Regions from separate parts of the Mus musculus genome. Here all the other regions are linked to region 3. Evidence: chromatin contacts called from public Hi-C and HiChIP or PLAC-seq data. All regions are on one chromosome and are shown on one strand. Each heading gives the region's core, a stretch centred on a gene start, on an enhancer-like site or on the middle of the called end of the contact. The rest is flanking DNA. Distances are from core to core; before and after follow the strand shown.

Evidence for each region. Hi-C and Micro-C count contacts between places; a contact is called where the count stands out from the background. HiChIP or PLAC-seq counts read pairs in DNA pulled down with a chosen protein or histone mark.
Region 1: a contact with region 3 is called in an H3K27ac HiChIP or PLAC-seq map of microglia, with 4 times the contacts expected there. The contact joins the enhancer-like site here to the promoter of Ints2 in region 3. A contact is called at or near these places in 4 of 39 promoter capture datasets (the C10 cell line, hippocampal neurons, liver and 1 more), 1 of 484 Hi-C or Micro-C datasets (cerebellum), 1 of 115 datasets of contacts at active chromatin or transcription factors (microglia) and 2 of 9 other capture datasets (embryonic stem cells and liver).
Region 2: an H3K4me3 HiChIP or PLAC-seq map of embryonic limb bud shows a contact between it and region 3, with 3 times the contacts expected there. The contact joins the enhancer-like site here to the promoter of Ints2 in region 3. A contact is called at or near these places in 8 of 39 promoter capture datasets (the 3T3-L1 cell line, the HPC-7 cell line, cranial neural crest and 4 more), 1 of 15 datasets of contacts at CTCF or cohesin (pro-B cells), 5 of 484 Hi-C or Micro-C datasets (LSK cells, embryonic stem cells, muscle stem cells and 1 more), 8 of 115 datasets of contacts at active chromatin or transcription factors (bone marrow-derived macrophages, embryonic hindbrain, embryonic limb bud and 4 more) and 3 of 9 other capture datasets (embryonic stem cells, liver and pancreatic islet).
Region 4: a contact with region 3 is called in an H3K4me3 HiChIP or PLAC-seq map of bone marrow-derived macrophages, with 3 times the contacts expected there. The contact joins the enhancer-like site here to the promoter of Ints2 in region 3. A contact is called at or near these places in 1 of 39 promoter capture datasets (maxillary cranial neural crest), 2 of 115 datasets of contacts at active chromatin or transcription factors (bone marrow-derived macrophages and microglia) and 2 of 9 other capture datasets (adipose tissue and pancreatic islet).
Region 5: a contact with region 3 is called in a Hi-C map of B cells, with 14 read pairs. The contact joins the enhancer-like site here to the promoter of Ints2 in region 3. A contact is called at or near these places in 6 of 39 promoter capture datasets (the C10 cell line, cranial neural crest, hippocampal neurons and 3 more), 12 of 484 Hi-C or Micro-C datasets (B cells, CD4 T cells, CD8 T cells and 7 more), 1 of 115 datasets of contacts at active chromatin or transcription factors (cardiomyocytes) and 3 of 9 other capture datasets (adipose tissue, embryonic stem cells and liver).

The regions. Positions count from the first base shown.
Region 1 is chr11:86,736,691-86,741,535 of GRCm38.p6, reverse strand. It overlaps Cltc (clathrin, heavy polypeptide (Hc)), which reads left to right. Exons shown (of 32, transcript NM_001003908.2): 2 at 4,258-4,465. Among named protein-coding and RNA genes, the nearest start is that of Cltc, 18 kb to the left of the region's middle. Within about 2 kb of position 2,420, at least 50 of the 459 cell types and tissues checked have an H3K27ac peak or open chromatin away from gene starts, as enhancers often do. A contact at or near this core is called in liver and microglia, where this site is marked.
Region 2 is chr11:85,842,915-85,847,698 of GRCm38.p6, reverse strand. No RefSeq gene overlaps it. Among named protein-coding and RNA genes, the nearest start is that of Tbx2, 13 kb to the right of the region's middle. Within about 2 kb of position 3,133, at least 171 of the 459 cell types and tissues checked have an H3K27ac peak or open chromatin away from gene starts, as enhancers often do. A contact at or near this core is called in the HPC-7 cell line, bone marrow-derived macrophages, embryonic limb bud and 5 more, where this site is marked.
Region 3 is chr11:86,255,266-86,260,629 of GRCm38.p6, reverse strand. Ints2 (integrator complex subunit 2) reads left to right here and starts at 3,036. Exons shown (of 25, transcript NM_027421.3): 1 at 3,036-3,426; 2 at 4,301-4,607; 3 at 5,146-5,284. The coding sequence starts at 4,312. All of the region lies in intron 2 of Brip1os (BRCA1 interacting protein C-terminal helicase 1, opposite strand), which reads right to left.
Region 4 is chr11:86,656,557-86,661,796 of GRCm38.p6, reverse strand. It overlaps Vmp1 (vacuole membrane protein 1), which reads left to right. Exons shown (of 12, transcript NM_029478.6): 5 at 564-674. Among named protein-coding and RNA genes, the nearest start is that of Vmp1, 25 kb to the left of the region's middle. Within about 2 kb of position 3,771, at least 18 of the 459 cell types and tissues checked have an H3K27ac peak or open chromatin away from gene starts, as enhancers often do. A contact at or near this core is called in bone marrow-derived macrophages, where this site is marked.
Region 5 is chr11:86,715,027-86,720,337 of GRCm38.p6, reverse strand. Cltc (clathrin, heavy polypeptide (Hc)) reads left to right here. Exons shown (of 32, transcript NM_001003908.2): 11 at 1-88; 12 at 715-879; 13 at 972-1,152; 14 at 2,277-2,440. Among named protein-coding and RNA genes, the nearest start is that of Ptrh2, 34 kb to the right of the region's middle. Within about 2 kb of position 2,602, at least 39 of the 459 cell types and tissues checked have an H3K27ac peak or open chromatin away from gene starts, as enhancers often do. A contact at or near this core is called in B cells and hematopoietic stem and progenitor cells, where this site is marked.

The DNA.
Region 1 (4,845 bases), core at 1,171-3,670, 480 kb before region 3:
ACCAAACTTTTAGTATTTCCAAGTCTTTTCACCTTTACCCTTAAAATATTTAGTTATGTGATGTATTCTTCAGTTTATAATGGGTTTCCCATTACCAGTATTCTCCTTTTTCTTACAAAAACGCCCTGACCTGTGCTCCATGGGACTAGACCAAACCCCTGGCTATCCTGACTAATCTCTGAATAGTCTATGCCAAACCCCCTCGCTCTGCGAGGTCATTCTCAACCTGACTGACTCCACAGTTCTTTTTCTGCCTGCTTCCCTTGCTTTCTATTCTGTTCCCCTTTTCCTTTTTCCTCTTTCCTCTTTCTTCTTTTCTCTTTCCATTCTGTTCTGTTCCTTTCCTGAGTTTGGTTTTTTTTTTTTTTTTTTCTTGTTCAAGTTGGCCTGGGACTTAGAGATCTGCTTGCCTCGACCTATACCAAGTGCTAGGATTTAAGGCATGCACCACCACATATAGCTCTAATTTTGTTTTCACTTTTCTTTCTTTTTTTCTTTCTTTCTTTTTTTTTTTTTTTTTCAAGACAGGGTTTCTCTGTGTAGCCCTGGCTGTCCTAGAACTCACTCTGTAGACCAGGCTGGCCTCAAACTCAGAAATCCGCCTGCCTCTGCCTCCCAAGTGCTGGGATTAAAGGCGTGCGCCACCACGCCCAGCTTTATTTTCACTTTTAAATAAAGTATATGTCTGTTTCACGTGGAATAGCTTGAATAGTGCTAGTACATTCTTGATAGGAAAACAAAAGGTTCGAATGCCTAATGGTCTTGGTAGAGTCTGTCTAGTAAGAAAGGATATAGTGTAGGATTATATAGATTGCAAGCAACCTAATTCTTTTAAAACCAAATCTTCATTTTTTTTCCTATAAGTAAAATACTCTGAAGGTATAGGCCATTTAACATTTCTTACTTCCTCCTCCCTCCCCCTTTTCTTCTGCTCTTGTTTTTCATGTAGAGTTTCTCTGTGTAGCCCTGGCTGCCCTGGAACTTACTCTGTAGGCCAGATTGGCCTCAAACTCAGAGATCCACCTGCCTCTGCTTTTTGAGTGCTGGGATTAAAGGTGTGTACCACCACCACCTGGCGCGCGCGCGCGTGTGTGTGTGTGTGTATAAATTGGAAAAAGTGTTATGTGTATGGATGTTGTCCTGCATATATGTCTGGGTGCCACACATATTTTTGATACCCACAGAGGGTATTGGATCCACTGGAACTGAAGTTGCCAGTGGTTGGGAGCTGCCGTGTCAGGCTGGGCATCAAACCCCTGTCCTCTGGAAGAACAGCTAATTCTCTTAATGCAGAACCATCTCTCCAGACCCTTAATTTGATTTTTGTTTTGAGACAGAGGCTCTGTAGTTCAGAATTCTTCTGCCTCATCCTCTTGTATGTAGATGGTATCAGGCACTATCTTGCTCTTTATATTGCTTTTTTTTTTTTTTTTTGGTTTTTCGAGACAGGGTTTTCTGTGTAGCCCTGACTGTCCTGGAACTTACTTTGAACTCAGAAATCGCCTGTCTCTGCCTCCCCAGTGCTGGGATTAAAGGTGTGCACCACCACGCCCGGCTCTTACATTACTTTTTTAATTTCACTGTTTGGCTGACACTTTTATATAAGTCTACATTTTTTCAGATACTAAAGAAACTGAAGCCGGGCGTGGTGGCGCACGCTTTTAGTCCCAGCACTCAGGATACAGAGTCAGGCTGATTTCTGAGTTTGATGCCAGCCTGCTCTACAAAGTGAGTTCCAGGACAGCTACCCAGAGAAACCCTGTCTTGAAAACCCAAAAAAAAAAAAAAAAAAAAAGAAACTGAACAATGGTATCCGAAAAATTCAAAAGTGTAGTAGGTAAAGGTCTGGGGTTGAAACTTAGAGTCATAGTTCTCATGGCTAGTGTGCTGTGTTCCTGTAGATAACCGTATGAACTCTGAGCCATTGAAATACTTTTTGCAACTATTGAAGGAAATGATCTGCATGAATCCTTCAAGGGTCTAAAAACAGATGTGTATTTCTCCCCAGAAACTAGATGGATAACTTGGTTTTATTTAGTTTATCTAAGGAAAAGACCTCTCTGAATACCACTCATGTTCCATTCATACATTTGGTGACAATTTCCATTCCTTCTCCAGTCCTGAAGTTAAGAAGTAACCAACCACATTTGTTGTAAGTTAGCTGTTTTATAGTTTGTCTATTTGCCTGGCATTAGAGTATATCTTGAGCTTGTAAAACTGGTTAATGTTCTACTTTAATGCCATGTGTGTATTAATGGTTATATAGCTACTTGGCTTTTTGTCCTCGGTGCTATGTCTAAGTTATAACTACATTTTATTACTGGTTATACCTGTAGTACTTGAGGAGTTAAAGGGAAGTGAAAGTAAAAGAGTCTTAGTCCTATTCTGGACCTTACTCAGATCCTGGCCTGTTTGTAGCAGGAGAGTTTGATGTAAGATACAGCTGACATTGCTCAGCCAGCACAGTAAAGGGAATGCACAGCTGGGGACAAGGGCTTTTTCTCAGTTTACAACATGAAAATTCACTACCATGGAGGGAAGAGGGCAGGATGGGACTGCTCTTTTTTTTTTTTTAAAGGATTTAGTTAACCAGAGGATTAGTGACCCATTCTAGTAGAATCTTTCTAGTAACAGGTGACTTCTGTTACTCACACTTTTTGGTTTTCAAAGATTTACCATCTGTAGAACCACTGTTTATTGAGCAAATACTATAGTATCTGCTTTATACAGAGCAAAAATTCCCTCACTCCCTCCCTTCCTTCCTTCCTCCTTTCCTTTTTTCTTTTGTGTGTGTGGTTGTTAGAGACATTTTCTCTGTGTAACCCTGGCTGTCCTGGAACTCTCTCTGTAGATTAGGCTAGCCTCAGACTCAGATCTGCTTTTGCTTTGATTAAAGGCATTTGCTACCATACCCAGGTATTAAAATTCTTAAATAGCTCTTTCTACATATATTGTAAGTTTTGGATTCTTTAAAAGATTTATCTGTCTATTTATATTATAGTGCTTTATTTGCATTTACACTTGTATGCCAGAAGAGGGCATCAGATACCATCATAGATGGTTGAGCCACTATGTGGTTGCTGGGAATTGAACTCAGGACCTCTGGAAGAGCAGACAGTGCTCTTAAAAGCTGAGCCATTTTTGTTTGTTTGTTTGTTTGTTTTGTTTTTCGAGACAGGGTTTCTCTGTATAGCCTTGGCTGTCCTGGAACTCACTTTGTAGACCAGGCTGGCCTCGAACTCAGAAATCTGCCTGCCTCTCCCTCCCGAGTGCTGGGATCAAAGGTGTGCACCACCATTGCCCTGCTAGCTGAGCCATTTCTTGAGCCTCAAGATCCCTGTTCTTAAGAGGTAAATTTAGGCCGGGCAGTGATGGTGCACGCCTTTAATCCCAGCACTCGGGGGGCGGGGGGGGGGGGGCAGAGGCAGGCAGATTTCTGAGTTTGAGGCCAGCCTGGTCTACAGAGTGAGTTCCAGGACAGCCAGGGCTACAGAGAAACCTTGTCTCGAAAAATGAAAAGGAAGAAAAAAAAAAAAAAAAAAAGAGGTAAATTTAGCTTGTCAAACAAGCAGTTCTTTCTTGTGTCTCTGTATAATCTTTATTCCCTGCCTGTTCAAGCCTTTCCTAGTCTATACTCTCTAGTGTATTTTGAAGTATCTCTAGCTCCCTTAAGACAGTTGTACCCCTGTGCAGTAGCACATGTTTCTGGAGAGAGTTCTCTAGACTGGCTCCGCCCAGCTTCGGAGGCGTCTGATAGAGCCCCGCCCATAGGGCTGGTTCTGACTCTGCACAGGTGTGGAACTTTGTCTGCTCAGGGTAGTAGTCTGTTCCTCCAAGAATTCTGACCTTTTAAATCTTTTACTCCTTTTTAAAATATTACTTTAGCTTAAACTACAGATCCCTGAGGCCTAATGAAGTGGATAAATAATTGTGTTAAGTGTTAGTGAGGGTAAGAGAGAGTAAGTTCAACGGTTCAAAGATCTAAAAACTCAGCAAGAAACAGTGATTATAAATCCCGTGACTCATAAATGCCAGCCCTCAGAAGTTGCTGTGTTCTTACCTTCACCTCTGACCTCTGTAGTTGTAAGTTACACTACAGCAGCGGAATGTCACGTTTTTTAAGAAGATCTATTTACTTTTTCATTATTGTCACTATTGGTTTGGCATGGATAGTTAAATTAGGATTTATAATGATAATATATGAATGTCAAATTTTACTTCCAGGTTTGGTAACATGGTCTATATTTTTTTTTCTAGCTCCAGAACCTGGGTATCAACCCAGCAAACATTGGCTTCAGTACCTTGACTATGGAGTCAGACAAATTCATCTGCATTAGAGAAAAAGTGGGAGAGCAGGCCCAGGTGGTAATCATTGATATGAATGATCCAAGTAATCCAATTCGAAGACCAATCTCAGCAGACAGTGCCATCATGAATCCTGCCAGCAAAGTGATTGCACTGAAAGGTATAAAGGATTGTGAATGTTTTTCTTGAAATTCTTATGTGTGTTGTATGCAAATAAAATTACTGACTTGTACTTTTTCTGTTATATGTTGAATAAATTTAATTAGATCTGCAAAGTTGAAATTAATTCTGAACTTGAGTTAGTGTTTGTAATTTTAACCTTGAATGTTTCTCTGAAATGTTGTAGAATAGATATACTTGAAATAATTGTAAGTTTTACGATATATACATTTTATATCTGACATGATAAAAGGCTAAAAGCATTTCTGTATAGGGGAATGAAAGTAGTATTCTGTAATAAGTCATAACAATATTAGGACCTAAACATTTCAGTGGTTACTGTAACAATCAGCTTCTCCATTCTATGCCTTTTTTATAGTT
Region 2 (4,784 bases), core at 1,884-4,383, 410 kb after region 3:
AGGGTAGCCCAGTGCTCCCCCCCCCCGCCCCGGTCTCTCTCTCTCTCTCTCTCTCTCTCTCTCTCTGTGTGTGTGTGTGTGTGTGTGTGTGTGTGTGTGTATTGTTGTTGTTGTTGGAAGAGGGAGTTTGTTCTTCGAGATAGGAATGTCACTGTGTAACCAGTATAACCAGGAATGTCACCGAGTAACCAGGCTTTCATCTATTGGCAGTCCTCCTGCCTCAGCCTCCTAAATGCTGGGATTACTGGCATGAGGCACCACACACAACTAACCTCAAACCCTGTCCTTTCCTGTCTCTGCTTCCTCTATGCCTAAGTGTATGCAAACAAGACTGTGTTTGCACGTGGTCCAGCGGGAAGGGGCACCTGTACAGATATATACTTATGGCTATTGGTGTGCATGCGGTCTCTCCACGCGCCTGTGTGCACAGGTGACTGTGGTGGTGTGGGGGATGGGTGAGGGATGACCTAAGAGGTGTCTATTGCACAGGATATCAGTGATGCGACCAGCAATCTTATGGGCAAACCCAGAAAGCCTAAGGGCAGACACAGCTGCTCTGAGAAGGGAGGAAGACCCTGGGTGGGGACAAGAAGGAAGGACTGTGCATGTGCTCTGCGACTAGATAAAAATTACCCAATGGCATCTCTCATGTCCAGAGACCACAGAGCAGGAACCCTCGAGGCTCTGGGAAAGAACACTGGCTTGGGAAGATTCTGTGACCTCTCTTCAACCGGAACAGGTCTAAGCCTTGGTTTTTCTCTCTGGAACGGAAGTTCCCATTCCAAGAATGAGAAGGAAATGTGTTTGGCATGGGGTGGTGGCCCACAGCTCCTCTTGTCAAGCTGAGGAGCAGCTGCCATGGAGCCAGAGGACATCCTGTTCTCAAGAAATAAAAACAAGAGTGAAGACGGGCCGTGGCTACGTTCCCCTGCTAGACTGATGTGAAGCCAGCAGCCATCTTGGTCTCCTGGGCTTGTCTCTAAATCAGGCTACTTCTCCCACAGCCAGACCCTGGCCAGGACACCAGGGCTCAGCATCCGGCAGTCAGCAGAGGTCATGCACCCAGCCCTTTTGTCCCTTCCCAGCTGGGAGCCTGACTTATACCCACCATCACCTCATTAGCTGCTGCTGCCAAGGGCCCTGCTCACTGAATTGTGAAAGAGCCTTTTCCTTTATTTACTGGAAATCCTGGAACCCTTCATTTCTCTGAACCCCAATGTCATCCTCCGCGGTTCATGGTCACTATACTGCCCCTGACTTAGCCTTCACTGAGAGCGAGCCCTCATGAGAAAGTACTCTGAATACCATCAAGCCTTCAGTTCAGGGAAGGATTGAGCCCATGTAAATAGCCCAGATCTAGGGGATACCCTTTAGGAAGGGGCCTCAGAAGACCCTCCACTGGTACCGTTTTCTCTCCTTGGGGAGAACCTGCATTCAGTCTGTCAGCAACCCCATGGTGCTGGAGGCCAGAGTCACCTCACAACCCATAGGATGTGCCCCCTCCCAACTGTGCTTGGTGGGAAGGTTGAACTGTGACAGCCACATCCCACAGGGACTGGAGGCAGCTGGAGCCAGCTGGTTCCCCGAGGGTTTCAGAACCTGGAATGCTATTTCCTAATCGGGAATTCATCCAGGCCACCAATCCTGACCCCAGTCCAAGAAGCTTAGCAACAGTCAAAGTTCCCAAGGTCTGTGAGTGGCTCTGCCTATGTCTCAGGCCCAGGTTCCTCAAGGGTTAGGTCCTTGTTCAGGAGCCTTTGATGTCGGGGAGGGGAACGTTTCAACTAGTCTCTCACATATCACTTTGGGTTTGGTCCACACCATTTACTTTGCCAACCGGGATCCTGGAGCTCAGAAAAGAGAGTCGTACTGTTCAGGATCTCATGGCTAGAGGCAAAGGTTGGCTTTGAACTTCTCATTCAGTTTTCCTACTGAACATCTGCTTTGCAATAGATGGGCATCAAGTGACTGTTAGATTACCAAAGGTCTCATCCTATCCTCTGGTATGCCTTGAAGGTGCCGAGACTCTGGCTGGGGGGAGGCAACAAGTTGCTGGCTAAGGAAGAGATGCAAGACTGATGGGAACTGGGCAGGTTTCTATCCGTGTGCTCTTAAAAAGCGTATGTAGACTTATTCTGCCCGTTTGTCGAGCTGCTGGCATCTTTGGTACTTAGCTCCCCCAAATTTTCCCCACTCTGAGTGTGCCATTTGTTAGTGATCAGGTTTCCCCTCTTTACCCACGAGCATCCGACTCAAACCTGACTCAAACTCTGGTGGCTCACTTCTGAGTCCTTCTTACTTAGCATCTTCGGGAACTACTGAAGACCCAAAGCCTCCTCAAGACCTTTGGTTGTCTTGTAAGATTTAACCCTTGGTCCTCAAGTGCACTGGTCCCTGGTGCATACCTAACAGTCTCTTCGTGTGACCTTGAGGAGCTGAGGAGGTGGAGGTAGGAGCTGAGGAATGTCTTAGCCAACACTTACACCCAAGCTTGCATGGTTCAGTGGAGCTTCACACTCCAAAAGGGCCAGAGGCGTGTTTTCCAGTGCTCATAGATCCCAGCCCTGACTGTGTTTCCAAGAGGCCAGGAAAGCCAGAGGCAAGCGCCTTCCCTGTCCCAAGAAGAATCTGAGTCCAGCCAGGCACATCGAAGACCATAGCTTCTAGGAGCTGGCACTGCAGGGCAGCTCCAAGAGAAAAACCCACATTAAGTTTTGAGCTCCCTCGTCGGTGCCCGCAGTCGGCAGCCCACTCAAGTCCCTGGGCCTGGACCTACAGTGGATCTGAGATCCCTCTCCGTGCCCATTTCTCTGGACTCACTGCACCTTGGGCTCTGGCAGGGAGTGCTGGCCGGCTGCTTGACCGGGCCCTGTCCTGGAGCGCCATCTCGTGGGAACGTGGGGAGTTCCTGAGGCCTGGGACCTGGGAAGGCTCCCGAGTCCGGAGCAGCCAAGTGAGTTCGGGGTCCTTAGCCCATCAAACCCGATGGACAGACACGCACCCCAAGGGAGCCTAAAAGAAACTCGGAGGGGAAAACAGTCATCCGGGCACCAACACTTTCCCTGGTGGGTAACTTGTCTGCTCTCCAGAGGACGCGACACAATGCCCTGAGATCACCCGGAGCGCCCAGCCCCCTCCAACGCACGGGGTCGTTCTCCCCGCTGACTCTTGATCGTTGGCTGGACTCAGCCTACCGGGAGAGTGTTCCAAACTTCTCGGTCAAGGGCGGAGAGGCGGAAGGAGAATGGGAAAAGGAAACGAAGTTGGATTTAGGGTCGCTCCCAAGGTAGGAAGGAGGGCTCAGAGTTGCAATTCTGATCTCTCCCAAACCGTTCCCTCCGCGGCGGCCTTCACCTAGAGAAGCGGGGGGCGGGGCCAGAGCCCAGGCGGGGCGGGGCCCGAGCTCAGGCGGGACGGGATCGCTGTCGCGCCGCGGCGTGCTCCTCCCCGCGTCAGTGAATCCACAGTGGGCTGGGGAGGCTGAACCCGGTTCAACGCCCTCCAGGAGGACAGGGCCTTCTGCCGAGGCTCAGAAGCTCTGCACCGCAGCGGGAAGTTTGGAAGGAAGAAATGGCTCGAGGGTTCGGAAGCCTCGGATTAACCGCGTGGAAAATGCAGTGTCCAACATCTCGGAATCTATTCAGTTGCGCTGCTAGGGGTCTCACGAAGGCTCCAAATGCTGAATCTTCGAGTTCTCGGGTGTTATCACACCCAGTCCTAAACCAGCACAGTTCTCTAAGACCCCACACTCCCCATTGAGTCTCTTGGCGACACGCTTGGTCACCCACTTAACAGACCTCAGAGGCCCCTTGGTCACCCACTTAACAGACCTCAGAGGCCCCTTGGTCACCCACTTAACAGACCTCAGAAGCCCCTCGATACCCATCGCTCACACACTCCTCTCTGCTGACGGATTTGCCATCCAATGGCCCTGGTTGGGCAGGTCCTGAAGGGTTAAGGCAGCGGGTACACGGGCGCTTGAGCTAATTGGCGACCCCCAGAGACAATGAAGACTGGAAGGCTGGGAAGGCTGGTGGCTTAATTGGGCCTGGGAGTGGCCAGGCCTTTGTCTGGGACAAGGCCCAGCCCGTCAGCTGCAGGATTCCCCAAGCCGCACTTGGCCTTGCAGCTGGGGCCCAGCGGAGCACTGTAGTGGCAATCCCGGGAGGGGGGTGTGTACGGCCGAAAGCAGGGGAGCGGGAGGATTCTCCAAGCCGCGCTGCAGGCTCGGAAATAACACCAGACCCGAGTTGCTGCGGCCCTGCCCACCACCGCGTGTGCTGCCCCCTGGTGTCCGCAGGCCGAGGGGGCCCCACAGCCAAACTCTCGGCATTCTTTCCTGGTTGAAAGCGAGAGGCAGCAAGATGCCAGTGCACACGTTGCTTTGGGATTTTTTATTTTTATTTTTTACGGGGAGTTTCAACCCAAAGTGACCTCAAATAAACGTAGAGATAGGGAGAGACTCTATGCGAAGTAGGGAGGGACTTTCCTTGTTCCTGCTTGGTTCGTGAACCACATTGCCTAATCAGTCCAGGCGGAGCAGAACAGGGGAGCCATAGCTCACCTACGGTTGGGATGAGACCATCTACACACAGGCACGCACACGCACGCGCGCGCACACTCCACACTCTCTACCCAGGGAAACTTGAGGCAGCCCTGTCTCAGAGGAGTTGGACAAAGTTTTTTCCTTGTAAGTGTGTCAGCCCAGGAAGGTGTTCGGAGCATTAGGAGTTCCTGAAACTTTCAAGTCTACCTACATCTTCACTCTGCCCTTCAAATCATTG
Region 3 (5,364 bases), core at 1,787-4,286:
AGTTTTGATCCTTCCAGCTCTCCCCTTTTTGTGAGACAGTCATTTTGAAGTTCAGCCTGTGTGTGCTGAAATTACAAATAAGTTCTCTTCTCTCTCTGTCTTCCTGTCTCTTTTGAGACTGGATCCATGACCCACAGAGATCCTGCCTGTCACAGAGATCCTGCCTGTGCCCCGGAAGTGTTGGGATTAAAGGCACATGCCACCAAACCCAACCAATAATTGTATGCTTTGTAATTGTGAAATCTATTTCAATTACATTTTAAAAAAATATGCAGAATTGGACTTGATGGTGCACATCTGTAATTTCAAGAACTGGAAAGCTGAAGTGGTAGGATCCTGAGTGCTAAGGCTTCACATATAACAAGACCTATAACTCCTCACTATATCTCCTTCCAATAATAGGAAATATATCAAGTATTATGTGTATAAGACATTTGTTACCATCTACATTTGACCACATTGGGTATCTATGGCATATGATTATATATGATACATAATAGTTACAGATGATTGCATATATTTTGGTTCACAGTACTAAAGGTATTACTCTGAATCAAATGGGATAATTTGAGAAACACTGTATCACATCTCAGTTTTTCTGTTTCCTTTGCTGATTCTCTACCCTGAAAGCTGAGTTTATTTTCTGAGATTTTCCCTCTCTGAGAGCCTTAGAAATATTTTAAAAATTTTTTGTAAGCTAAGTGGTAGTAGTACAGGGCTTTTATCACAGCACTCTGTCATGGACACACAGAAAAAAACTGTCTTGAAGAAAAAAATTTAAAAGAAATGATCAGTCAAGCTGGGTGGTGGAGGCACACACCTTTAGTCCCGCACTTGGGAGGCAGAGAGACGTGGAGCTCTTTGAGTTCAAGGGTAGTCTGGTCTTCTGAGTTTTAGGATAGCCAGGGCTACACACACACACACACACACACACACACACACAAATCCTGTCTTGGTTGGTAATTCGTTGAAGGATGCTCAATTTTTTTTTTTTGTTTTTAAATATTCATTTATTTCCTTTTTCTGAGTTTAGGTGTTTTGCCTGCATATTCTGTGTACAATATGTCTTCAGTGCCCATAGAGGCCAGAAGAGAGTTTTGGAAATGTAATTACAGACTGTTAGCTGCCTTGTGAACTCTGGTCCTCTGGAAGATCAGCTAGTGCTCTTAACCATTAAGCCATCTCTCTGGCTCCAGAAATACTTTTTTTTTTCTTTTCTTTCTAGACAGGGTTTCTCTGTGTAACTCTGGCTTTCCTGGAACTCACTCTGTAGAACAGGTTGGCCTTGAACTCAGGAAATCTGCCTACCTCTGCCTCCCAAGTGCTGGGTTGAAAGGCGCCACATTTGCTCAGAAATATTTAATAAGCAAGCCAAGCCAAGCCAAGCCAAGCCAAGCAAGCAAGGAAACAAGCAAACAAGGAAAAACTATTGTGTGTGTGTCCTGCAGAGGCCAGAAGAGGGTGTCAAACCCCTTGGAGTTTTGGAGCCACAAGTATAGGTACTGGGAACTGAACTCAGGTCCTCTGAAGAGCAGAATTTTTTTTTTTAAAGATTTCTTTATTATTATATCTAAGTACATTGTAGCTGTCTTCAGACACCTAGAAGAGGGCATCAGATCTCATTATGGATGGTTGTGAGCCACCATGTGGTTGCTGGGATTTAAACTCAGGACCTTCGGAAGAGCAGTCAGTGCTCTTAACCGCTGAGCCATCTCTCCAGCCCAAAAGCTGCATTTTAATAAAATAGTTCAGAGGCTTGACAGATGGCACAGCATGCCAGGTGTTGGTCGCTGAGCCAGATGACATGAATTCAAGTCCCAGGACATACATGGTGGAAGGAGAAAATGAGCTTCCATGAGTTATTCTTTTTTCTCACAAGTAAACACATGCACAAATGTCACACACACACACACACACACACACACACACACACACACACACACACACAAACGCGCGCGCGCGCGCGCAAGGTCATGCAAACCTTGGGTGAACCAGGAACAACAACCACAACAAAAAACGTAAGCTGGTGAAGATGGCACAATCCTATAATTCCACAATTTGAAAGGCTGAAGCAGAAGTTCAGAGCAGCCTGGACTACATAGTGTGGCGCTGTCTCCAGAACATTTATTATGAGATAAATAGACTTGCAATTTTTAAGATGGTGAGACTTTAGTTTTGATTTTCTTTCACAAGTGCCACATATAATATTGAGAAGGTTCCACTGAATTCGTTCCTAAAATTCACTCTTGAATAGGATTTTTGTAACCTCGAGACCCGAGAAAGCTACCAAACATAGAGCCTCTAGTATGAGCCCTGGGCAGACAGAGGGGTTGTGTCAAGTACCAGTCATCCTTGTCTACATAATGAACTCCAGGCCAACAAGGACCACATATACCTTGTCTGAAAAACAAAACCAACCTCGAATGCAAGCCGGAAGTGGTAGCATGCGCTTATAATTTGGGTACACACCATAAAACTAAATAATGAAAAGTTATTACACTTTGGCCTTAGTGTATAGACTTATGATTAATTACTTTTTTTTTTTTTTTTCGACACATGGTTTCTCTGTGTAGCCCTGGCTGTCCTGGAACTCACTCTGTAGACCAAGCTGGCCTCGAACTCAGAGATCCGCCTGCCTCTGCCTCCCAAGTGCTGGGATTAAAGGCGTGCGCCACCACTGCCCGGCTTCATTACTTTTAAAATTCCCCTACACACAGGTCTTGGGATTCTAGAACTTTCTAGACCGCACCGGCAGGGGTTTAAAGGAGGCTGCAATCGGGTTCCATTAGGCAAATTTCTGTGGAGGAACAGAGCGGACAACTTTTGCCATTTAATACATTATTGTTATTTAAATGTCGCGATAATTGGTTCGGGGGTCGGGATTTCGCTCTGACCGTTTAGGAACTCATCTGACAAGGTTCCAAGAGAAAAGCTCTGGAAAACAAGAAAGTGTAACACTCCACGCTTTCGGAAGCGGGGAGGGCGGTGACGGAGGAAGGGGCGGGCCTGCGCATGCGCAGAGCGGCCCTAAGCTGGCTTTTCTTATCGCCGCCGACGTCTTCTCAGTGCTGTACGGTGGCCGGCGCGTGCCAGAAGCTTGGGATGAATGGAGGTGCAGGGTGCAGGTTGAACTAAGTCTCTGCTTTCCCCTCTCTCCTGGTTGCTTCTCCCTTTTTTTTCCCTTTCCTTTTTACTTTTTTTTTTTTTTTTGCAGTGTCCCCATTCTGATTCTCGCTCTGTCGACGGCACTGTTGGTGCCAGCGTCAGAGTTCTTGGTGCCTGAGTCGACTCCGGGCATTGCCGGGGTTTGGGGATCTGGATAATCACCTAGGCCCAACTTCGGACCGCGCTCTCCATTTCTGCCTCGTCTGGCTCTCGGAGGCGGAATCCGAGTGGGTCCCTTGAGGCTGGAGGGTTGATCTTAAGGTATGAAGCGTCGGCTTCTCGGGCCCAAGTGCCGCTTTGTCTGAAGTCCGCCTGACTCTTCGCAGCCCGGGTCACTCGATTCTCATTGCTGCCTGGCAGAGACCCCTGAGTCCTGTCACCTCTGCCTTGAGCTTACTCTACTGTTAAAAGACCAGCGCTTACTATTGAAACAGCAGCATTTCTGCCTACGATTCTTTGTCCACAGCTCTGCTAGGGAGTAGGTCTTAAGACTGAGTGGTCTCTGTTAACTGTTCCATGTCACCTCTCTTTTCTGCTACCTTTTGAAAATTTACTCAAAACCACAGTGCCCAAGTGAGACTCTCTTTAACTCCTTCAGCTGACTGTACATACACATCTACCTCTATAACAATAGGGGTACGGAATAGCGTTGTGGCTTTCAGAACCATGCCTCTGACATTACTTTTGGCCCGTGAGATGATTTACCAGTGTTTCCATGTAGTTGGGAGGTAGAAAGAGAAGCCCAACTGATATTTATATTTATCTGGTAGGCTTGTAAAATGAAAGAGATCTGGCTGCAGCCGTTCATTTTCTCTCCATATTTCATGGAACTCATGTAATGGGCATAATGAGGGAAGTCTTGGCTGTGTTCAGGGTAGGAGGGTTCACTGGGACACAAAGTATTAGAGCAAATGATCTCTAAATTGAGAAGAAACATTAATCTGCAGTTTTCCTTCTTATCTTCCAGATGTCAGTAGAAACATAGAGACAGAAACCTGAGCTTTAATTGTGCCAACAACATTGCCAATGCAAGGACCTACTAAGTATTTAGTATACTTTGTTAGATTTTAAAGAAGGTTGTCATATATGTGGGAAGTAGATACCGATTTTCATTTTGTTGTTTTGGACTCCTTAGGATCGAGAGCGATGACGCCCGAGGGTACAGGCCTGCAGTTTGTCAGCCCTTTTGCTTTTGAAGCTATGCAGAAGGTGGATGTTGTCCGCCTGGCGTCCTTAAGTGATCCGGAATTAAGACTCCTCTTGCCCTGCCTGGTGAGGATGGCACTTTGTGCTCCTGCTGACCAGAGCCAAAGTTGGGCACAGGATAAGAAACTTATACTTCGCCTCCTGTCTGGAGTGGAAGCTGTCAACTCCATTGTTGCACTGTTGTCTGTGGACTTCCACGCTCTAGAACAAGATGCCAGCAAAGAACAGCAGCTTAGGTAAAGTTCACTTGTGTGTTAGGACTTGGGAGTTACTTGATATTCCAGAGGAGGGGGTTGTAATGATGCTCAGGTCTGTCAGAGCTCCCCCAGCAAAGGGAGAGTAATGTCTGAGAAGCATTTGACAGAGGTCTTTTCTAGTTAAATTCCTAAGAGCTGCTTTCTGTGTTATAAAATGTTGCTCAGAGAAGATTAGCTACATATTAGGTCAGTTACTCTGAGTGGGGACTGAGGAGGAGAAAGTCTTCTAGAGTGGAAGGTTTTATGGGAATGACTGAGCTTTTAAAATTACGTTGCTCCCCACTCCCCCCCCCCCAGACTCCAGGCTGGTTTTGTATCCTTTCATGTCCCTTGTGTATCTGAAAGCTATTGTTACTGAAGTCTGTGGCAATTACTAATTTACAGTTTCTGAGCTCTTGCAATATATAGACAAACAGTGTTTCGGAGGAATGGAAACCATTTACAATGAGTGGATTATTGCAGGAAAGGATTGCCTTGCCAGTGTCTTAATGTGTTTCCCATGTTTGGACTTCACTAGGCATAAACTTGGAGGAGGCAGTGGAGAGAGCATCCTGGTATCACAGCTTCAGCATGGGCTGACACTAGAGTTTGAACACAGTGATTCCCCTCGTCGATTGCGGCTTGTGCTGAGTGAATTGTTGGCAATTATGAACAAGGTGCTTTAAAAAAAACCTCCCTTTTCTTTTTTCTTTTTTTTTTTTTTGCATTTTTTTTTCGAGACAGGGTTTCTCTGTGT
Region 4 (5,240 bases), core at 2,522-5,021, 400 kb before region 3:
GTTCATTGCCCCCTTTCTTGACCACTGTGTCTCCTGTATTCCTAACGTTTTCTCTTTACAAATATTGCATAACTGTCTTTTTCTTAACACTGTTTTATGTGTAATTTTTCAGTCACTTTCAAGTGTTATTAGCATTACCATACTAGGTTGGGCACGGTAGCACACAAGCATAATCACACCACTCAGGAAGCAGAAGTAGAAGGAGCAACTAAAGCTCCAGGCTATGCCGTTGTACATGGAAAGTACCAGGCCAGGCTGCGCTACAGTCTGAGGTCCTCAAGAAATCAGAGAATAATAATAATAATAATAATAATAATAATAATAATAATAATAATAGTAATAGTGATTACCAAGCATGTGCCTTATTCTGCTCAGAGGGTTGGTTTTGTCTTTTGCTTTGCTTTTGTTTTTTGTTCTCTCTGCAGGGGTACACTGGCAGCTCGAGACCTCTTCAAGGAGTGTGTTGTCTTACTGTTTCTCAGCTTAGGGTCACAGAGGTGGTTAGCACTAGCATGGTCCTGGGCAGGTGTTTGAGTTTATACCTTGTCCCTTTTGTTTTTCAGTATGTGCAGCGGATAGAGAAGCAGTTTCTTTTGTATGCATACTGGATAGGCCTGGGGATTTTGTCCTCTGTTGGTCTTGGAACAGGACTGCACACCTTTCTGCTTTATCTGGTAAGCATGGCTTTCTTTCAGGGAACAAACATGAAGCTGATTCTTCTGTCTAGATTGGTGTATTTACTTTGGAATCTGCAATTCTAAAATCTGTGTTTAACTGCTCTGGATTTTCAAGTGTTCTAATCCTCAAACCAGTGCCTGAAGTAGGCTTTTTCCAATTTTGAAGTAATGATTATTTTGCTTTATGCATTTGTTATAATGGATGAAGTTCATTTCAGTTTATAAAATTCTGTGTAAAGCTTAGAACAAGTTATACCCATAATCTGAGCACTTGTGAAGCTGGGGAGTAGGATTGTTGTGAGTTTGAGGTTAGTGTAGGCTTTGTAACGAGACACTGTCTTGAAAACACAAAACAGTGAGGTGGCTCATCCAGTAAGGGAGCTCACTGCCAAGCATGACGGCCGTAGTTCAATCCTCAGAAGCTGCCTGATAGACAAAAGAGAGAACTGACTCCTGCAAATGTCCTGAGCCCTTTATTATGTGCTCAGTTACCCACACATACACACAAAACAAAGAAAAGAAATAAAACCGCCTTTTAAAAAAGGGGGGCTGGAGAGATGGCTCAGCAGTTAAGAGCACTGACAGCGGGGCTGGTGAGATGGCTCAGGGGGTAAGAGCACCCGACTGCTCTTCCAAAGGTCCAAAGTTCAAATCCCAGCAACCACATGGTGGCTCACAACCACCTGTAACAGAGATCTGATGCCCTCTTCTGGTGTGTCTGAAGACAGCTACAGTGTACTTACATATAATAAATAAATAAATCTTTAAAAAAAAAAAAGAGAGCACTGACAGCTCTTCCAAAAATCCTGAGTTCAATTCCCAGCAACCACATGGTGGCTTACAACCATCTGTAATGGGATCTGATGCCCTCTTCTGATGTGTCTGAAGACAGCTACAGTGTACTCACCTATATAAAATAAATAAATAAATCTTTAAAAAAATAAAATAAAAAACAAAACCAAGAAAAGGCTTTAAGTTGATACAGACAGTTTATCTGTTAATCAGCGACACAGAAACATTCTAAGCGGCCATGGGCGCTTGTCCATAGTTTGGATGTTGTTATTTAATATAACTGATGAAATAACATGTAAAACTTAGTTTTAAAGTACTTCCTTGGTGAAATACTAGTTTAAGTATAAGATAAAACTTTCCATTTTTACAAGTGACCTTAAAAATCTGAGGTAGAAGGAGAGTAGGCAGCTGAAGACAGGACAACAGGATCTAGGTAGGCCTTGTCAGAGTGAGGTAAGACTGGGATGCTTGAGTGCTTATTAAGCTCTGTGGCTACATGGTTTGTTTCTTTTGTTCTCTTCTTGTTCCTGAATAAGGAAGTAAAAACAATTCCATATTTGTAGTTTTATCTTCATTGGGTAGAAAGAATATCACAGTGATACTCAATGCTGAATTAATTCCATCATTTCAAACAAGGCTGCTCTATACATACTACATTCACTTCTGAATCCAATATGTTAATGTTAAGGCATGAATGATTGGTATAGGAGAGTGTTGAACTAATGATCTGAAGGATAATTTGGGAGTTAATCTTTAGTACATCATTTCTCTAAGTTTATTTTAAAGCTTGGAATTTTAAGCTAGACCCAGTGGCACATGGTACTAGCTGCTTAGGGGACTATAGCAGGAGCTTTGGGAGTTTGAATCTGGCTTGGGCAATATTAGGAGGCCCCATCTCAAAAATGTTTGAATTTTAGAATTATATTCATATCTGCTTATCTCTTACCTGAAATAAAAGTAAGTAATTGATTCTATTTCTTAGTAACTTCTAAACTGGTATAAGTTTGTATTTATGGTATGTGTGTGTTTGCACGTGCGTCCAGATATATCTATCTGTGTATACATGTAGACAGAGACAAGTTGTCAACATTCGGTGTCTTCCTCAATCACATACCACATATTTTTTGACACAGGGTCTACATAAACTTGTGTTTAGCTAGATTGCCTTGCCAGCGAGCCAAGGGATCCTCTTGTTTTTTCCTCCCCAGTTCTGGGATCACAAGCATCCTTTTCAGCTTTTTGCATAAATGCTGGACATCTAAATAAAAGTCTGCATGCTTAAACTGAATCTCTCTCCAGTCCTATAACTGCTAAATTCTTAGTAGTGTAATACTGCATTCAGATGTAGAAATTGAAGGAGAGAGAAAAAGAAAAGACAGATTAGATTATAGGATATCTTTTTGTTCTGTTTTTGTTTTTGTTTTTTATTTTGTGGGGTGTGTGTGTGCGTGTGTGAGTGTGTGTGTTTGGCTTTGGTGTTTTTAAGACAGGGTTTGTCTGTTTCTCCCTGACTTTTCTTGAATTCACTCGGTGAAGTTAGGTTGTCCTCGAACTCAGATCCACTTACTTCTGCCTCCCAAGGGCTGGGATTGAAGATGTGGGCCACCCTGCCCTATCTTCCTGTTCTTATCTAGACCCACCATCTGATATTTCTTGAAAAACAAGATGAAGGGCTTTGTTTATAATAGATGACAAACCTAAAATCCTCTGGGAAGCCGCATACATGGAAGATTCTACTGAACATTAAACGGAATTCAAATGAGTCCTCTTTAAATTGCATACAAATTTAGTATAAAGAAATTTGAGGGCTGGAGAGATAATTGAGTAAAGTACTTTCTGAACAACCTTGAGGACCTGACTTTGAATCCTCGGATGAGCCATTTTCTGACCTCTACCCCTGTGCCATGGCACACAGATACTCACCTGCATGGACACATTCGATAATAATAGCAATAATAGTAGTAGTAGTAGTAGTAGTAGTAGTAGTAGTAGTAGTAGTAGTAGTAGTATTGTAACAGTAAAGTTTATTACAGAATTAATGTAAAGGAAAAGTAAAATCTTTGTTTCTACTAATGAGCATTTTTACACTTGATCAGTGTGCTAGTTTAGTGGAATGTAATTAGAATTTTCTCAGCTTTAACTTTTAATGCATATGAGTATTTTGTATATCTGCATCATGTGTTTGCCTGGTGCCTGTGGAGGAACTGGAGTTACAGACAGTTGTGAGCTGTCTTGTGGGTACTAAGAACTGAACCTGAATCCTATGCAAGAGCAACACAGCCTCTTTACTGCTGAGTCATCTCTCTTGACAATTTCAAGAGCAATTGGGAGGAAGTTCTTTCTCACTGCACTCAATGTTATATCTATTATATACTAAGTCACAAGTAAGGAGATAGAATCATTGAACTTATAAAAACTACTGCATTAATTATACATAAATGTTTCCATGGGAAGTTTTTAGTATATTTGTGTATTATATTTGTATATAAATTGTTAAAATTACATGTGAAATTTTAACACATTTTAAAAAAAGACAGGAAATCAAAAGCAGAGTTTTGATTTGTTCTTAATACAAGCTATTCTAATAACTTTAAAATTTACCATTTCCTTTGTGATTTGTAACAATGTTTTAATTCTTAAGTACAGGGGGTCTCTCTCTCTAGAATCCCAGTGACCAGCATGTCAATCCATGTAAGATGAGCCAGTTCAGCTCAGTACAACTCAGTAGTCTGTGTTGGTTTAAACTTTGAGAATCTGACCCCAAGTAGTTTCCTTTAGATATATTTAATTAAGTACAGTATAATTTGGTGAAAAAATTTCCTGGTGATAATTAACTCAATCCCATGTTGAAACTTTGTAAGAACATGTGACATCTTCCATAAAGATAGGTTCTATATATAGATCGACTGAGAAAAAGAGTTTCATGATAAGGTCTTAGGGAGGATCTGGTGTGGTTTTAGCCACACAGATAATAAAAGTCACCAGGCTCATAACCTCCTCTGCTCTGAAAGCAAGTTCTCTCTCTCTCTCTCTCTCTCTCTCTCTCTCTCTCTCTCTCTCTCTCTCTCTCTCTCTCTCTCAAGATAACCCTGCATGTTTAACATTCCTGGTTTCTCTAGTGCTTCTGTGATGGCACAAGGACCTCTGTGCTTTGCCTCCCACACCTGACAATCTTCACTTCTTTTGTGTATTGTTGTTTGTTTGTTTGGAAGGGGGTGTCACTATATAGCCCTGGCTGTCCTGGACCTTACAGAGATCTTCCTCCCTCTGCCTCCTGAGTGCTAAGATTAAAGACGGGCACCACCATGCCGGGCTCCCTTGTCTTTTGATGATAGGACTGTGTTTGGGAAACCCCAATTGCATGTGCTTTCTTTTATGAGCTTAGATGTGATGATGACGACATTCTGATGGCCTACTTTTTTGTGATGGTGAAATAGACACCTCTACCTTGTTGTAATCATGTAACCCTCAGAGGCCAAGCAGCCATGCTAGGAACGTAGTCTGGGCAGACATACAGTCCCCTTCTTGTCGGATTTTGTGTTTGTATTGTTTGTAAAGTCTTACAGTTCATGTAGTTTGAAAAACTAAAGATTAATTTCTTCTTTATCATGATCATGCTTTCTAAAAATTAAGTAATATGAAAATGCTTTGTATTTCGTGTCCATTGGTCTTCACAGTGGAAGTTGCCTCTTTGCGGTTAAACCTTGTTAATTGTGATCGAATGTACACCAGATGGTCACTTAAGATTAAGACTAAAAAGATTAGATCTTA
Region 5 (5,311 bases), core at 1,353-3,852, 460 kb before region 3:
CTTACTTGATGCTTTGAAGAATAATCGTCCCTCTGAAGGTCCTTTGCAGACGCGATTGCTTGAGATGAACCTTATGCACGCACCTCAAGTATGTGTTGTTGTATTCATTAGGATTTCTATTTCTGTGATAAACACCATGACCAAAGTAACTTGGGGAGGAAAGGGTTTATTTTACCTTAAAACTCTTTTGACTCTGTCACTGAGGGAAGTCAGGGCAGAAACCTGGAGGCAGAAACTGAAACAGAGGCCATGCAGGAGCACTGCTTATTATGTTGCTCAGTCTTTTCTTATAACCCAGGACTACCCGTCCAAGGACGGTGTTTTTCCTGGTGGGCTTTCCCCACTCCCCATCATTAGTCAAGAAAAGACCCCACAGGCTTGCCTGTAAGTAGTCTGTTAGAGCCATTTTCAAATTTGAGGTTCCCACTTCCAAGATGTTCCCACTTTCAAGTTGACAAAAAATGTGTCCAGCAGAGTTGTCATGCTTTTTAATCTTGCTTCCGATCCTGTTCTGGTCCATTGTGCCAATGTTTACAAGTTGTCACTCAGAGTTTTGAGATGCTTATTTCCTAAGAAAATTTAGCTAGTATTCTTTGTACTTCATACTTTCATGTTATTTATTCACTATTCAGTCTCAGTGTATTTTCTGGGTGTTGGTGTATGCTGAAGTAAAGGAGAAGGAAACACGGCCTTGTCCTGTCTGTGGTTTTCTAGGTTGCAGATGCCATTCTCGGGAATCAGATGTTCACCCACTATGACCGGGCTCATATCGCCCAGCTGTGTGAGAAGGCGGGCCTGCTGCAGCGTGCATTAGAACACTTCACCGATTTATATGACATAAAACGTGCAGTTGTTCATACCCATCTTCTTAACCCTGAGGTATTTGTTTCTTACCTGTTAGTTGTGATTAGTCAGTGTGTTTATTGTTTATACTGGGTGATAGTAATTATTAATTTTTTTTTTCCCTCTAGTGGTTAGTGAATTACTTTGGGTCCTTATCAGTTGAAGATTCCCTAGAATGCCTCAGAGCCATGCTGTCAGCTAATATTCGTCAAAATCTACAGATCTGTGTTCAGGTGGCTTCTAAATATCACGAACAGCTGTCAACTCAGTCTCTGATTGAGCTCTTTGAATCATTCAAGAGTTTTGAAGGTAATTAGGAATGTCAGAATTGATATAAGAGAGACACTTATAATTAATCAGGCAGTTCGAAATTATCTTCTGAAAAACACTTTTATGGGACATGTCTTCTCTAGGACCCCTCATGTCATGGGATCCTTGAGGTATACAGTGTAGAAGAACACCTGCTTGGGTATTTTATGAACTAAAGGCAGAAATTTGGGTTAAGAAATTTATTGTCTTGTGTTAGCTGCATAATATTAAAATACTGACGACTAATTACAGTAATATTAAAAGCACCGCTCTGACTCTTGCAATAGTGAACATTTCTCCTAAGGGGGTTTTGTGCTTCATTAGCCCAGCTATTTAAAATTCAATTAAATAATTAAAATATAATTGAAAGTTTCTAGAGTTAGTCTAGCTACGCTTGAGGTGAGCCATGGGAGGTTAGTGTCTAAGGCAGATGATATAGGTCATCACTCCAGAAAGTTCTTATGGACAGCTCTACACTAAATTTTTGAAAGTTTTATGCAAAGCTATCTGGTATGTGATACTTGATTTAAAGTGTCTCATGAAATGTGGTATAAACATTTGCTTTGCTATTGAGGCGCTGTCCTTTACTATTTGAAAACTTCCGAGCCAGGCAGAGTGGCCACTCAGAAAAATGAGACAGGTTTATGATAGATTCAAGGACAGCCTGAACTATACGACAAATCCTCTCAAAAACACTAAAACACAGAAAGATACTTTTAAACAGAATTTCCTGTTGTGTAGGGACTGAAATTTATACCTGATTTGTTCAAGTGGCTTCTGGATTAATGTGTATTCTTACTGAACTTTTAAAACAGCCAACTTACTAGGAACCTTTTCTGTAATCATGACTTGTAATTGCTTAATTTTTAGTTCTTTCATTCTCAAAAGTATAGCCAGGCTTGATGGTACATGCTTTTAATCTCAGCACTTTGGAGTCAGAGACAGGAGGATCTCTGATTTTGTGACCAGTCTGTCTGGCTTATACAGCAAAATCAGGACAGCCAGGACTCCATGAAGAGACCAGGGCTTCACAGTGAGACCTTGTCTTAGAGCAAGCAAGCAAGCAAGCAAACAAACAAAACCTGCCTATGTTCCTTAATCTCAGTTACTTTTGTTTCTTTAAGGTCTCTTTTATTTTCTGGGGTCCATTGTTAACTTTAGTCAGGACCCAGATGTGCACTTTAAATATATTCAGGCGGCTTGCAAGACTGGGCAAATCAAAGAAGTGGAAAGAATCTGCAGAGAAAGCAACTGCTATGATCCCGAGCGAGTCAAGAATTTTCTCAAGGTAAGTGGCTTTAAGTTACGTGCTTCTGATTGACTTAAGCAGTTCTACAAGGGTTGAGTCGGGCTTGAGAATATTTTTCTTACATTTGAAAATCTTAGCATTCTCAAATTCTGTGCTGGGTTATTTTTTCTAAACTTAATACTCTGTGGTTTCTCAAGAAATAAGGAAGGAAATTAGTAAGTAGTACCTAAGAACGACCATCTGTTTAAAAAGAAGGAAAAACAGTTTCATTTTCAAAGAACTTCCTTTTTTTAAAAAAAAAAAAATCAAAAGACACATTTCTTTTTTCTCTTTTCTCTTTTTTCTTTTGTTACAGGGTCTCACTCTGTAGCCCTGGCTGTTCTAGAATTCAGTATATAGACCAGGCTGGAGATCTGCCTGCCCCTGCCTCTTGAGTGCTGGGATTAAAGATGTGTGTCACTAGGGCTGGTTTAAGAAAAACACAGTTTAAAGTTGTTCTTGATGACATTTTAGAATATTCAGCTCTTTCCCCAGGTGGTGACACATACCTGTAATGTGTACATTATTAATATGTACAACAGGAAGTAGATGGCCTCTAGTCCATAAAAGGCTTTGATTCCTTTATTTTTTTTTTAAGGCACAGTTATTGATTTTGTCTTTCTACTGCCTTGAAAATTTTTGTCTGGGGAGAACAATGTGCATAAGAGCTAGCTCTCTCCTTGTATCATGGAAGGCCCAGGGGTCAAACTCAGATCTTCACATTTGGCACAAGTGCCCTTACTCTTTGAATCATCTTTCCTATTTTTTTTGAGATAGTCTCACTTTGCAGTGTCTAGGCTGGCCTTGGTATGTGGTAAAACCAGCATCTTCCAGAAGGCATCATTCTTGGCTTAGGTTTCTTATATTTTACTCTTCAATTTTTTTTAACATTTATTTATGTTTTCATTTTGTGTTGATGTTTGTGATGATGTTTCTGTGCCCAGGCCATTGCATGGAGGTCAGAGGTCAACTCTTGGGAGTCAGTTCTATCTTTGCATCATGTAGTTACTGCGTCTAGAACTCAGAATGTTAGTCTCCATATAAACGTCTTTACCTACTGAGCCATCTTCCAGCCTCTGCCTTAGATGCTTGTATTTTTCAGTTTATCTTTGGCATCATTTTCAAGATCCTTTATTGTAGGTTAAGGAAACATCTAGATTTACTTCTAGCATCACATCTGTCTGAATCCAGAAATGAAGTGTTAATGTATAATTTATAAACCAAGTGGGATCAAGATAAATTGACTTTGTGACACATGAATTCAGTTGGAGAGAATAAAGGCTGCCTCTGGCTGGAGTGAAGAATAATGTCCTAAAGAATGCTAAGCTAGAGAATAGTAAGGGTTTTTAATTTGTTTAACTTTGCTTGTTAACATTATTCTCATACCAGTTATTTTATGGGGAAAAGTAAAAATTTGTAGCTATCTATCAATGAAAGATGAGAAAAATTCTTAAACTCAGAGAGTACCACTTGTCCACTGTCACACATGACATTTTTTAACTTTTGTTTTTTGGGAGAATTGTAGATTGAGCACAAAACCATTATTACATGGAATTTGCATGTCTTGCCTCTACCTATTATCACTTGGAGGTAGTTTACAGCTGTATCATCTGATATTTATTCTTTTGAATTTAACTGGGGTCTGATAGCCAAACCCACAGGGATTTTATGTAACAAAATAGTCAAAATGATGAGATTATCTTATATTTTCTTTTTTTTTTTTTTTTTTTAAAGATTTATTTATTTATTATCTGTAAGTACACTGTAGCTGTCTTCAGACACTCCAGAAGAGGGAGTCAGATCTTGTTACGGATGGTTGTGAGCCACCATGTGGTTGCTGGGATTTGAACTCTGGACCTTCGGAAGAACAGTTGGGTGCTCTTACCCACTGAGCCATCTCACCAGCCCCCAAGATTATCTTATATTTTCAAATGAAAGATAAACTTTCCCCCAGTGATTATAACTTTATAAGTCATATCTTAGCCACATAACTTTTCTGGGCAGCCTAGCCAGCATGATAATGTCAAACTTTCTAGGGTTCCCAAGAAACTTGCCAAATGCAAGGAGTGGTTGGTCGTGCTGCTGTGCACCCACTCCATTTCACAGGACAGAGCTCGCTTCCTCTGGTGAATCATTGAGGCTTATGAGGCTTTTTGTTTTTGTTTTTTTTTTTAACACTGCTAGCTTCTTAGTTGAATTTCTCTTTTGTAATTGAACTCTTTTCTTTAAATTTCTTTAGCCTTAGGAGATAATGTTTGAGTTATCTTTTATGTCAAAGCAGAAGTAAACTTAACTATTACAACTTGAGTAACATTTAAGTTAAATATGGGAATACATAAAGAATCCCAACACCCACATTTGACAGACTGAGTCAGAGGGACCTGGAGTTTGAGGCCAACCTGGTGTATATATGGCCTGTCTCAAAAAATTAATTTTAATGAATAAATAGAACAATATAATACAGTGCAATATGACCCAATACAAAAACAACAGCCTGTGTGGATCAAAGTTAGGGCTCCTTCCTTACCTGTAATCCCAGCCCTCAGAAACCCAAGGCAGGAAGATCATGAGTCCAAAGCTAGCATGAGCAACATACTGAGATAATGTCTGGAGAAAAACAAACATCAAACAAACACCAACTGCCCTGTGAGGGATGAGAATGTTATTCAGTAGCGCTGTACTAGCCTAAGATTCTCTTATGACCTACAGAAAAGTTAAAGTACTACAAAGAATTCCAAACAATGTTGTTAGCATTATTTGATTAACACGCAAGTGTGTCTCCACCCTGCTCCCTTTTCTTTATGCCATGCTTTGCCTCAGTGTCCCTGGATGACTCACTGTTGCTGGCCCTTGGCTGTTGGGGCTTTGTGT